2 separate regions of the Zea mays genome follow, and region 1 is linked to region 2. The links are chromatin contacts, called in public Hi-C maps. All regions are on one chromosome and are shown on one strand. The core of a region is the stretch at or near the end of the contact, and the rest is flanking DNA. Distances in the headings are between cores, read along the strand shown.

Region 1 (6,704 bases), core at 3,520-6,019, 210 kb after region 2:
CCGCTACAGTTTATAGGAAGCTCCAATGCAGGGTTCTTGTCTGACCGCCATCGCAGCAAAATCAACCAAGGACCTCCCTACACTGACCACTCCCCTACTGCCCTTGCCCCTTTCGGGTAAGGTAGTCTTCCACTAGCTTTCCTAATTAGTCAGCCAAGGGCGTCCCATTAAACCCTTGTGGTGGCACGTGGTTCTCAAGTTAAGCTCTATGTTCCAATTAACATTAATGATCTTAACATGAACATAAATAGAATAACAAGAATAATTGGAACATAGATATAATAAATGATTATCCCAAAACCATGTAAAGCAATAGCGAACTACCCAAGTGATTCAGGGGTAAACAAGGTAATGAGATAAACAATCTAGGGTGTCCTATTGGGTCCCATCAAAATTAACCTATGCATGGATAAATGACATTAAAGAACATTATTGGGTAAAAAGTGGTCAAGGGCACAACTTGCCTTCAATGAGCTCCTGCTCAGCTACTTCAACCTGCTGCTCACCAGGATCCTCAGTAACGGGCTCTTCTACTCGCCACAATACAAACAAGCACAGGATATAGAGAAAATTAACATTACACCAAGCATGTAAACAAAATACACAGAAATATTCTACATAATAAAATAAAATCCTAGGAACAGGAATCATAATTTTTGGAGTTATAGAATTTAAGTTATGGATTTTCAAAGGTTTTATGTGTTTAAAATGGGATTAAGTGGGAAATAACTTTTCTTACTGTTTTCATGATAAAACAGAGATACTAAGTGATAGAGAATTAAATTACAAAAATTTAGAAAGTGGAATGGAGTAATTTGGAGTTCATATGCATTTTCTATGAATTATTGAAGTTTCTGCAATAAATTTAATACTAAAATTCATTTTCTAATTGATTTTATGAATATTATCCACTGACTGGACCTCGCATCAATTACCAGAGAGTGCAGGGGGTCATTGCGCAAAATAATCTAGACACAGCGCACTGTGCAGTGGACGGCGGGTTGATTTCACTAAAGTCTGAGGGCTCTTTAGACTAATGTGCCCGCGAAGGGGTACGGTTTGATCCCGGCCGTTGGATCAGACTTGGGCGCGCCAGATTAGATCTGGATTACATCGAACCGGTATGCAGTGAGGACCGCAGGATGAACCATCAACGGCCCAGATTTAATGAACCAGCTACGAGTGTCCACCATTCGATTCCGATCGGACGGTGCATAACCTAAAGCGCGAATGGGTACCTCAGATCTAATCGGGGCCGTTCCTAGTGGATCTGACGGTGCACGGTCCTCCCCCCAACGGAACACCCACGCACGGCGGCGCCGCCCCGCACGCTCGGCAGAGCACGCCGGCGAGGCTGCAATCGGCCGTTCCCGAGCGCCATATACAAATTGAACCGAGCTACACGTAGAGGAGGACAACGCAGAGAGTAGGGAGGTGAATTTACCGAGGATTGGGTACACAGTCGGGCTGACCACGACACGAGGTGGCTTGACGGCGTTCCGCCCACTCCGGTGATGAATTGAGGTTGACGTGGACCCGAACCTTGCACGCCGAGTGAGTTTACAGCTCCGCCACCCCGAGATGATTATCCCACGCCACCCAATTGGCTCCTAATGACGGCGAGACAGCAAATCGACTACGGCGGCGAGCTTCACCCGTGCGGAACCCGGCGGCGTTCTCTTTCTCACAACTACGAGTGGCGGTTTCGCGAGGGTCAGGCGGGACTCTGGAGGAGGGGTCGGTCCACATTTGTAGCCGAGACGAGGTGGTCAAGAGTCCGGCTAGAACTACGGAGAGAATAGCGGCATGGCGACTGGTTGTTGCGCCCGAGCGGAGAAGAAAACGCTGACGCGATGGGCCCACAGATCGGTGGCGGGGAAAATGAACGCGCGCGGAGGGAGACAGACAAGCGGGGCCCGCATGACAGCCGAAGCAACCAGCGCGGGGCACGCTAAGGAGGCCTGCACTCGAGGCCCACATGTTAGAGAGACATCAGAGGCGCACGCGGTTAGTGGGCTGCGCAGAGGGTTTCCTCTGATGGGCCAAAAATGCAGCCGTGGCCCAGGTAAGTGGTCTTTCCCTTTTTCTTTTGTTTTTCTCTCTTAAATTTAGATTTTCCTTTCCCTTTTGAATTTCAAATTCAACTTTGAATTTCAGTTATAGGTTTGCACATGTATAAAATGTGTCAAATTAAATTTTTGTGGATGAAGGAAATATTTTTATGTATATATTTATTTCCTATGTTTTTTTGTGGTATTTCTTTTCTTTCTCCACTTCTAAATCCTAGATTTTATTTTATATTCTAAATTCCACTTTGGGACTTTAATGTATTTCTTGTCTCATTATTTCCATGAGTGAATGCACAAACATATAAACACCAGCATGATGCATGATTCTAGTGGCTTTTATGTTATTAATTATTTGTTTTTACCTAGGGTGTACACATGTGATGATGCACAAAGGTTAAACTGACATAAGGAGAAATTGTTTCTCTATTATTACAAAGTGGGTGTTACAAATCAGAACTGCAGCAGCACCTGCATCGAAGGTACCCATGATCCATTATAGAAGACTGTCCATACTTCTTCATCTAATACACGTGCTTCATCCTGAGACTCTGGCGTCCAATCGGCAATGAAATCTGCCAGTGTCTGGGATTGGATTGATGACTGATGCATAAAGTCAATGCTAAATTCATTAAGCTCTGCAGCCCATTTTCCAATTCTTCTTGTTGCTTCCCTATTTCTTATGATGTCTTTCAAATCTTGAGACGAAGGTACAATTATGTCATGTGATTGGAAGTAGTGCCGACACTTCCTGGAAGCCATGAAAATTGCATATACTACTTTCTCTATTTCTGTGTAATTTCTCTTGGAGGGACCCAATACTTCTGAGACAAAATAGACTAGCACTTGTTTTCTTAGTTTGCCCTTCTAGCTTCTCTTGGACCAATGTTGCACTAACAACAGAATGAGAGGCAGATATGTACAGAAGAAGTGTAGCCCCTAGCGAAGGTGGAGATAAAGTTGTCAACTGGATAAGATATGGTTCAGATCTTCGTAGGTTTTTTCTGAGCTGGTCTCCATTGAAACACTTCGGCTGATTTCAATACCTCAAAAATGGCAAGTTTCTTTCTGCAGATTTTGAAATAAATCTATTTAGCGATGCGAGCCTGCATGCCAGCCTCTGGGCACCCTTTTTGGATTTTAGCGGTTCCATCCGAAGTATTGCCTCTATCTTGCTTGGGTTGGCCTCAAACCCCTTGGTGGATACAAGGCAGCCAAGGAATTTCCCCTTGTTCACTTTGAAGATACATTTTTCTAGGTTTAACTTAAGACCTGCCTTCCTAAAGTTGGCAAATGTTTCTTGCAAATCAATAATGTGATCATCTTGCTTTGTACTTATGACTATAATATCATCAACATAGGTCAAGACATTCCTGCCAATCTGTGTGCTCAGTACCTTTGCTATCATTCTACTGAAGCTTCCCCAGCATTTTTTAGCCCCCAAGACATCCAAAGATAACAATAGGTACCACTTGGGGTAATGAAGCTTGTTTTGGGTTCATCTTCCTTCTTCATCTAGATTTGGTGGTATCCTGAATAGCAATCTAGTAGACTCATAAGTTATGAAGTAGAAGTTGCATCTATGAGGGAGTCTATCTTTGGCAAGGAGAATTCATCATTTGGACATGCCTTATTGAGATCTATAAAGTCAATGCACATTCTCCATTTCCCATCTGCTTTTTTCACCATCACAGTGTTGGCAAGCCATTCTGCGTAAGTGACTTTCCTGATTACTCCGACACTAATGAGTCTTTTAACTTCTGTTCTTGCACCTTCGACTTTGTCTTATGATATTTTCCGAAGCTTCTGCTTTCTTGGTCTGATGCTAGGATCTACATTAAGAGAGTGTTCAATGATACTTTTGTTGACTCCACATAAATCATTGGCTGACGAGGCAAAGACATCTTTATTGTTGAATAAAAACCTTTTGAGGTTTCATTCTTGATCTTCGTACAACTGCAATCCAAAAAGTACTTTGTGATGTCAATGATATATATTTTTTGTTTGTTTCGATGGAATAACAAAAACAAATAAAAAGGTAGATCTCTGAGCACTTTGTTGAGTGTTACACACGGCAAATAAACTGGCGTGAGGGCCCACTGGAGCTTCCTTTGCCGAGTGCTTGCAGGCCTGACACTCGGCAAAGGCTCCGTCACCGTCGCTTGGGAACGTCACATCAACTTTTTTTGCCGAGTGTTCAACAAAAGTAATCACCAAAGAAGTTGTTGTTGATAAACTGTGCACCAAGCTCTCTTTACCGAGTGTTATCGAGGTGCAGACACTCGACAAAGAGCTCTGTTCCGACAGTGAATATTGTGTCCTCAAGACCTCAACTAACAAACTTTTTTCTAAATCCTAAATTTGTCTAGATGTTTTATGTATGTCTAGAAATAAAATTATCGGGCTATCCTGTTCTGAACATTGAATAATCCAAATAAAATGTAGATAATCCATATTCGACGGGTTTTACTGATTCCATTGAATTATATATATGCACGTAGATATTAAAAGTCTTTCTTCATATTTTAAAAATTCAAATTCGAATTGTGTCGGAGCGGAGGATTACGTGCAGCGTCCTCACCCAGCCCTCCAGATAAGGAACGAGCTCCCTGGACGCAGGCATGGTCGGTCGTCAATCGGCCACGATTCCCAGTCATCACCAATTATTACTGCCTTTCGTCCACAACTACTCATCAATCCGATCGACATGAACCTCGCGTCCGCGGTGCGAGTGTTCTTGTCCTACTACCTGCTGGTCCAACGGTGGATGGGGTCCGAGCAGGGCGGAGGCGTGTTCGATCAGGGGGGCCATAGCGTCAGCCTCACCCGCCTCGACGAAGCAAGGGCGCCGCCGAGGTGCGCCGTGCGGTCGTCCCCGTCCAGCGCGGCCAGCCTGCCGCCGAAGCCGCTGCTCGTCGCCGCGCCGCGCGAGACTGGGGAGTACCCGGTGATCCTGTTCCTACACGGCTACCTCGCCGTCAACTCCTTCTACTCCCAGCTGTTCGAGCACGTCGCCTCCCATGGCTTTATCGTCGTCGGACCTCAGGTAGGTATTAGTGTATGTAAGCAGTAGTTCGGACTTCAGATTCACCAAAGTTAGCTTTAGTTCACATCTGCTCGTCGATCGCGCATGCAGCTGTACACCATATCTGGGGCCGACACCACCGAGGAGATCAACTCAGCGGCGGCCGTCATCGACTGGCTAGCCACCGGGCTGCCGTCAACTCTGCCACTCGGCGTCCGCGCGAACCTAACCAAGGTGTCCATCTCCGGCCACAGTCGCGGCGGGAAGGTGGCGTTCGCGCTGGCGTTGGGCCACGCCAAGGCCAAGCTCGCTGTCCCTCTCGCCGCCGTCGTCGCCGTGGACCCGGTGGACGGCATGGGCGTGGGCAAGCAGACACCGCCGCCGATCCTCACGGGCAGGCACGGCTCGCTGCACGTGGGTGCCCCCGCCATGGTCATCGGCACGGGGCTCGGCGAGCTGCCCCGCGGCTCACTGCTCCCGCCGTGCGCGCCCCGGGGCGTCAGTCACGCGGCCTTCTACGACGAGCTGGACGGCGCGGCGCCAGCGTGCCACCTGGTGGTCAGGGACTACGGGCACACGGACATGATGGACGACGACACGCCGGGCGCCAGGGGGATGCTCACGCGCACCATCTGCAGGAGCGGCGGGGCCAGGGCGCCCATGCGCCGCTTCGTGGCCGGCGCCACCGTCGCGTTCCTCAAGAAATGGGTGGCTGGGGACGCCGCGGCGATGGACAGCATCACGGCGCGGCCGGACCAGGCCCCCGTCGCGCTGTCCGTGGTGGAGTTTGGAGATGAGAAAGCGATAGCTTAGCTGCTAGAGAATATGTGATATCTGCAGGCACTAGCCACTCAGGCAGGTTGGTGACGACGTTGAAATTGCAGATGAAATTAACTAGAGTCTAGAGATGGCACATGGCAGATTGGCAGTGAGTTTCGAAACTAGCTAATTTCCTCTCTCTTGGCAAATCAAATAAAAAAATAAAAAAGTACCTATTCTATAGGATGAACTGAGTATGAAATGGACATTACCTTGATGCGATGATAAATAAAAAAAAATAGATGGAATAGACATGCATGCTACGACAATACTTGCTTTATCGTCTCTCGGATCGGACGACCGTGTCATCTTTTCATTATAATAGCTTGTTTGGGAGGAAAGGCATTTAAGGGCTGGTTTGCGAAAAAGGAAATTAGAGGTAATCTATGGTTAGGGGTGGTAATTTATTAGGGCTTTAAATTATTTTTAGTTTAAAAATAAATAAAAATAGAGCTCGATTCTAATCTAATCTGATCCTTAAATTTCATAGTCCAAAATTTGGAGCCCATCGTCACTCCTATCTATAGCGAGGAATCTCTAGCATAAAGTTTCCTCTCCCATGAATCCTCTCTAATTCTTTTGTCACCACACCAGCCCTTGAGCTAAAATCTCTCACTATTCAAAATTGAAAGAAAGAGATTTTAGCACTCTTAATCCCCTTCTTCCAAACACGCTCCAAGAGAAAATAGAGTTGCAAACAACCATAATATGATGTTGCTGTCGAGAAAGAAAACAACGAAGATCTAGAAAGGAAGAAACATCGGGCTAGTTTAGAAAGTCAAATCCATTCTAAA
Region 2 (6,570 bases), core at 819-3,318:
TTCAGCCACTCGTAGCCTTTCCTCCATGGCTCTCACATGATCTTTAGTACTTTGCTGCTCCTGCCTTAGTTTTACTACTTCTGTGATTAAAATGTTCTTGTCACGCTTCAGCCTATCAATCTCCTCCTCAAATCCAAACTCACCAACCTCCAGGCAAGAAGCAGGGGCACGTTGCTGTCGCAATGGTGCCACAGCTGATGGTGGCTTCCTTCTCTTTATCATCTTCAGCAGGTGCCTTTGACCTCTGAGGAAACCTTCATTTGCAAACTCCCACCTGTCAGGATCAACCTTTCTGAAGCCCTGCAGGTTGCAATAGACCAGAAATGGTCATCAGCAGGTCAGTCATAAGGCATTATGTTCGCTTGGATGAGGTTCTCTGTAAATTTCAGCTTTTGTATATTTATATCTGCAATAACAGGGATAATGATAGGCCAGCAATATACTATAGCATGTGAAGGTGGTCAGTAGAGTCTTCTAGAACAAAACAATCTGATTCTTGGTACTTCATCCAGTATCTTGTTCCATCTAGCTACAATAAAAAAGTTCAAGAAACCATGTCAGGATTATAAATTTGCTGGGAGAGTTAATCTCCCCTCTCTTTGCCTCACCTGAAGATGAGGTTCACCGGAGAATGTATCATAAACACTTTCAAGGATGTATTTGTTTACAATCAAATGCGCTAATGAGTGAAAACGATAGCACTGAATCCCTACTGCCATAAACCCACTACACGACCAGATATGCTCAAAACATAATGCAGTAGGTCTGGTCAGAATCACTTCAACCACTTCGAGTCTTGTTTTCCACAACCTCAAAGAGCACAAAATACAAAATCACTTAATTGCTTCAAAATCTTGTTTTCCGACGCTAAAATGTTTCCTAACACTACACCTATATAAGTGAAATCAGTAAATAGATTCCCAGGACTTTTTTTTGGGGGGGAGGGGGTTAATACCCCTTAGGCCTTATTTGGATACTCTAGTATTCACCGCAATCCACGTGTGTTGAGGTTTATTAGAGTATAAATTAAACTAATTTACACCCCAATATATCTCAACACATGTGAATTAGGGGGAATACTAGAGTATCCAAACAAGGCAAAGGGCTGATTTGGTGACAAAGTAAAGCAAGGGATTTTCTTCCTATAGATCCCCTTCAATTCCTTTGTCACCAAACCAGCCCTATGTCTCTTCATATCTTAGCCAGGCATCCTCGATCTCATTGGGGAACCAGCTGCCTAAAATCAACAATAAAAAATGCACCAAATCACAACAATGCCTCACAACAGTGTTACATCACCTAAAACTTTAGTGAAGAACAAGTGCACAACAGATTTTCCTGTCCTAACATTGCAAACTAGTTTAATATACAAGTAATATTGCAGAGGATTCGGATGCTCTCCGCCGAATAAAGCAGCTTGCAATTGCAACCAAACGCAAATTACCATTAGCAAGCCCTGACCAAGAGAAGGATTATTTCAAAGGAAAGGAAGAAGGGGGGTTTGGGTTTTGCCGACTCACATAGGTGTTGAGCTGGCGCACGAAGCTGGAGAAGTTACTGTGCTTGAAGAGGCGCGGGAGCAGCCCGTCGGCGAAGACGTGCGGGTCCCAGACGATGAAGCTGTTGCCGGCGCGGCTCCAGGAGAGGACGGCGTCGGTGGCCGGGTCCTCCACAAGGTCGAACGTCTTGGTGAGGAAAGGCGGGGGACCCACCTCGTGCAGCCCCTCCATCGGGCGCGGCGCATCCCCGCCGCCACCCACACCGTCCTGCGTCGGCGGCTGCTGCTCCAGGAGCTCCTCCTTGATAATGCCCGGCGCCACCGGCTTGTCCATGGCCTCCGCCCAGGCCCAAGAACCCCGGCTCGCGGGAGCCAAGCGCCCAGATTGTGGCACGGAACACGGGGCAAGGACTCGATTCGAGCGATTAGGAGCAGGAATCGACCGGACGAGGAGCGAATCGGGTATTCGGGTCAGCGCTTAGGATATTTCTGTCGGGTGGGTAGGAGTTGTTGCAGGAAAGAGGATGGGGGAGATGAGAGATATTCGCCCGCTGTGAAATGGGGAAAAATGGTCGGTGAAATCGGGAGAAGGGCGGGCGGTGGCCGGTGGCCGGACCCCTAAATACCCCCACCGCCGTACCGGCGCGTCGAGACACGTCGCGAGGCTTGTGGAAGGTTCTAGACCACGCGGCGAGCACTCTGCCGTTGGAAGGTTCTGGAGAGGAGAGACAAGACCGGGCGGGCGAGAAGAGCACGATCACGATTCACGGCGGTGCAAGTGGCCGCGTGGTGGACTACTAGGCGAGAGCGGAGGCCCACGACGCATCGGCCCTGCCCATTGTCAGGAAAGTTTATTCTATTTTAATAACAGCACATTCGGGTACCAAATCGGCAAAGATTCCTTCAGGAGGCAGTACACTAGATATTTTTCTTTGTGATCGTGGCGACGCGTGTCGTCCTTTCTTTACGCGTTCACGGTGGATTCAGTAGCCAAGTGTGAATCATTGTAGCAAAGATCGTTTTGCCGGCAGTTAAAGCTTTGTATAGTTACATAGAAGTTTTCTTTTTTGGCGCAAACAGGGGCCGGAGTATCACATAAAAGGTAGGCTTATGTCCATCAAATTGTTGCGATTTTTATTTCTTTTCTTTGTTTTCGTATTTATTTGGTAGGCAAACGAACACTTCCTTCAGCTTATTGTTAGATAAAATGACGCAAATAAACTATGTTCTCTGTATTTCCTTCTGATGATCAGTGCATATATTTATACATCTCCAGCTTCGCTAAGCAAATATTTTATCAGGGTCATCAGTATTATCTTTTGGATCTTCACTATAAAATTCTTGTTATTAGAGCAACTTCAGTAGTTTTCTTATAGACTTCTTAAATCAACAATTTAAGTAGTTAACACAAAAACTCATCTCCAACAGTTCTCTAAATAAACTTTCTAAATTTAACAACTTCTCATCTAACCTTATTTACTCTCTACATTTGGCAACCATTTAGCAACTCTCTAAACAAAAATGTTTACTGCATTATGTAGATAATGAAGATAATTGATGACATTTGTGACTTTATTTTTTATGTGGATAGATACAAAACAAAACTACAACCTATATTTAGAGAACTATTGGAGAACTCGCATTTTTTACTCCCAAAGTTATTTAGCAACTTCTTAAATCTATGATTTAGAGAGCTAAAATTTACATAACTATTGGAGTTGCTCTTAACACCGTTTTTTCTATTAGATATTTAGAAATTACCAGGGTCAGCTGACCCCAAAATAAGGTCGGGCTTCGCCCTGCCAGCAGAAGCAAAGAAGTCTGTTCGGAGGTGTAAGAAAAATGGACCTCGGTATATATGACTAAATGATTTTAGGGTTTGATAATCAACATAACCTCTAAACTAATGTGTATGCTAGTGTTAATATTTGTAGTTCACGTGATGTGAAGTAGTTTTGGACTAAGGTATTATAGAATCCTAAATTTCACCACTAAATAAAATTTATTTACCGCCATTAGTATAAAATAATAACACTATTTTACATAGGCGGTATTACCTACTAAATAATAATTAAACAAGTTAAGTTTCTTCCGTCGTGACAATCTTATTACTCATTATTTTGCCCATAAATTTATCTCATAAATGGCAGCCTCATATACCCTCATAGTAAAGCTAGTTTATTGTTTCTCTGACGCTTAGCATCAAGACCATATGAACCATTTGTACTACTCCACCAGTAGCCAGTGCGGACCTAGGATTTTTATATAGAGTGTGCCGCAACAAAATTTTCATGTAGAATTCTATCTAATGTACATATAATTTCATAGTAAATTTGGTAAACAATTTGATATATAGATATAAAGTTTGACACTCAACAAATAAGCATGAAAATTGCATACATTAAACATAAAGATTGCAATAATACTACTTATCTGGCATGCGCTTCCTCAACGCCATAAAAGTTTCAATTATATCTTCTTCATTCACTTCGAAGAAAATATCTCTCTCGATGTATGTAACAAGACAATCATCCAAAAGACTATCACACATCTTGTTTCTTAATTTAGGCTTCCCCAAACTCATTGCAGAAAATGTCCTTTCAACACTTGCTGTCGCCACCGGCAACAACAATACCAATTTGAGAAGAAAATAAACCATATCAAACACCTTATGTCTCTTTGTTTCAACAAGCTTAACCGAGAGGTCCACAAAATTAGTTATGTCTTTGAATCTATCATCTTCTCTTATGCCATCAATATAATTGTCAAGTTGCAAGTCAAGTTTTAACAAGTCAGTGCTTGACATGTCATTAGGATAGAAATCAGCTAGCTTTCGTACCTTGTGTGCATCAAAAGAAGCAAAAGAGTTGGAAGGATCTAAGGCTGACATACAAGAAAGCAGCTCCATATTAGCCTCACTAAACCGTCTATCAAGCTCTAAGCTAATTTGATCAATGACCCAAATATATACTTCTCTTCTAAAGTGGTCATCATTGGTTTGGTTATGAACAAATCGTGATGATCTTCCATAAGGCTTATAATTTCCATCCATAGCAGGAACTAGGATATCATGTTTGTTGCAAAATAAAGTGATTCTTTGAAGGAATTGATCCCAACCATCAAGCCTTAACTGTTGCATTCTTCTCTTTGCCACATTAACAAGTGAAATTGCATTAATAATATCTTGTTCCCTTCTTTGCAAACACGCTGATAAATCATTGGTATATCCAAGAATAACAAACATTAAGTGTGCATCAAAAACAAAGTCAAATGACTCAAATGCTCCAAGCATAGAATGTATCCTTGTCCAATCACTTCTAATTGTAGTATCCTCTCCAAGAATCATGAGAACATCTCGGATTATAGGATACATAGTAATTATGTTGCATATAGTTTTGTAATAAGAGCCCCATCGAGTCTCACCAGGCCTAGGCAACCCCATCTCTTGATTCAATCCTCTCCCAGTTTCAAGTTCACTGCATTCAAGTGATTTCATGAGATTCTCAAGTCTAGCATCTCGAAGCATACCGTGACGCTTACAAGAAACTCCAACGATATTCAATAATAGAGTTACTTGATAAAAAAACCAGACACAATCATTATTTCCCTTGGCAACAACAACAAGAACTAGTTGGAGTTGATGTGCAAAATAATGGATATAATAAGCAGAAGGTGACTCTTGCATGATCAATGTTTTCAATCCTTTAATATCACCTCTCATGTTGCTAGCCCCATCATAACCTTGTCCACGAATTTGTGTCAAAGTCAAGCCATGACTAACAAGTAAAGCTTCAATTGCATCCTTAAGTGATAAAGAGCTAGTATCATCTACATGAACAACTCCAATGAAGTGCTCACATGGCCTTCCTAATGCATCAACATAACGCAAGCAAAGAGCTAGTTGTTCTTTGTGTGATATGTCACTAGATTCATCCGCTAAAATTGCAAATGGCTCTTCCCCAAGCTCTTCAATTATTTTTGTCGGCGTTTCGAGACCGGGGGGTCCCTAAGCCAACGAGTGAAATGTCGTCGCGTGCCCCAGCCCAGATGGGTCGGCGCGAGGCCGAGCGCGAAGGGGGGAAGTGAGGTGGCCGGAGATGGGCGTGAGAGAGGTGGAAATCCCGCGGCCTTCGTGTTCGTCCCGCGCCCAGGTCAGGTGCGCTTGCAGTAGGGGGTTACAAGCGTCCACACGGGAGAGGGAGCGAGCGGCCTCACGCGAGCGCCTGTCTCGTCCTCGTCCCCGCGCGGCCAACCCTCTCTAAGAGGGCCCTGGTCCTTCCTTTAATAGGCGTAAGGAGAGGATCCAGGTGTACAATGGGGGGTGTAGCAGAGTGCTATGTGTCTAGCGGAGGAGAGCTAGCGCCCTAAGTACACGCCATCGTGGCGGCCGGAGAGATTTTGGCGCCCGGTTTGTGTGATGTCGTGGCCGTCGGAGGAGCGCTGGAGCCTAGCGGAGGGACAGCTGTCGGGGCTGTCGAGTCCTTGCTGACGTCCTCTTGCTTCCGTAAGGGGGCCGAGAGCTGCCATCGTCAGGGAGCGTGCGGGGCGCCATCATTGCCTATCTGGCAGAGCGAGCCAGATGGGACGCCGGTCTTGTTCCCCGTAGCCTGAGTCAGCTTGGAGTAGGGTAATGATGGCGCCTCCCGTTGACGTGGCCGGCCCGCGCCCTAGGTTGGGCGATGTGGAGGCTCCTCCGAGGTCGAGGTCGAGTCCGTCTTCCGTGACCGAGGTCGAGTCCGAGCCCCTAGGTCGGGCGAGGCGGAGGCCGTTGGCTGAGGCCAGGGCGGAGTTCGAGTCCTGGGGTCGGGCGAAGCGGAGTTCGTCGTCTTCTAGGGCTGAGCCCAAGTCCGAGCCCTGGGTCGGGTGGAGCGGAATTCGTCGTCTTCTGGGGCTGAGCCCAAGTCCGAGCCCTGGGTCGGGCGGAACGGAGTTCGTCGTCTTCCGGGGCTTAGCCCGAGTCCGAGCCCTAGGTCGGGCGGAGCGGAGTTTGCCGTCTTCTGGGGCTTAGCCCGAGTCCGAGCCCTGGGTCGGGCGGAGCGGAGTTCGCCGTCTTCCGGGGCTTAGCCCGAGTC

Evidence for each region. Hi-C and Micro-C count contacts between places; a contact is called where the count stands out from the background.
Region 1: a Hi-C map of ear shows a contact between it and region 2, with 1.9 times the contacts expected there. The contact joins the promoter of LOC100191887 here to the promoter of LOC100280736 in region 2. A contact is called at or near these places in 2 of 25 Hi-C or Micro-C datasets (ear and leaf).

The regions. Positions count from the first base shown.
Region 1 is chr1:245,460,169-245,466,872 of Zm-B73-REFERENCE-NAM-5.0, forward strand. It overlaps LOC100191887 (chlorophyllase-2), which reads left to right and starts at 4,770. Exons shown (of 2, transcript NM_001137311.1): 1 at 4,770-5,112; 2 at 5,203-6,095. The coding sequence starts at 4,774. The coding sequence ends at 5,904.
Region 2 is chr1:245,255,901-245,262,470 of Zm-B73-REFERENCE-NAM-5.0, forward strand. It overlaps LOC100280736 (heat shock factor protein HSF30), which reads right to left and starts at 2,069. Exons shown (of 5, transcript NM_001153656.2): 1 at 1,521-2,069; 2 at 1-300. The coding sequence starts at 1,832.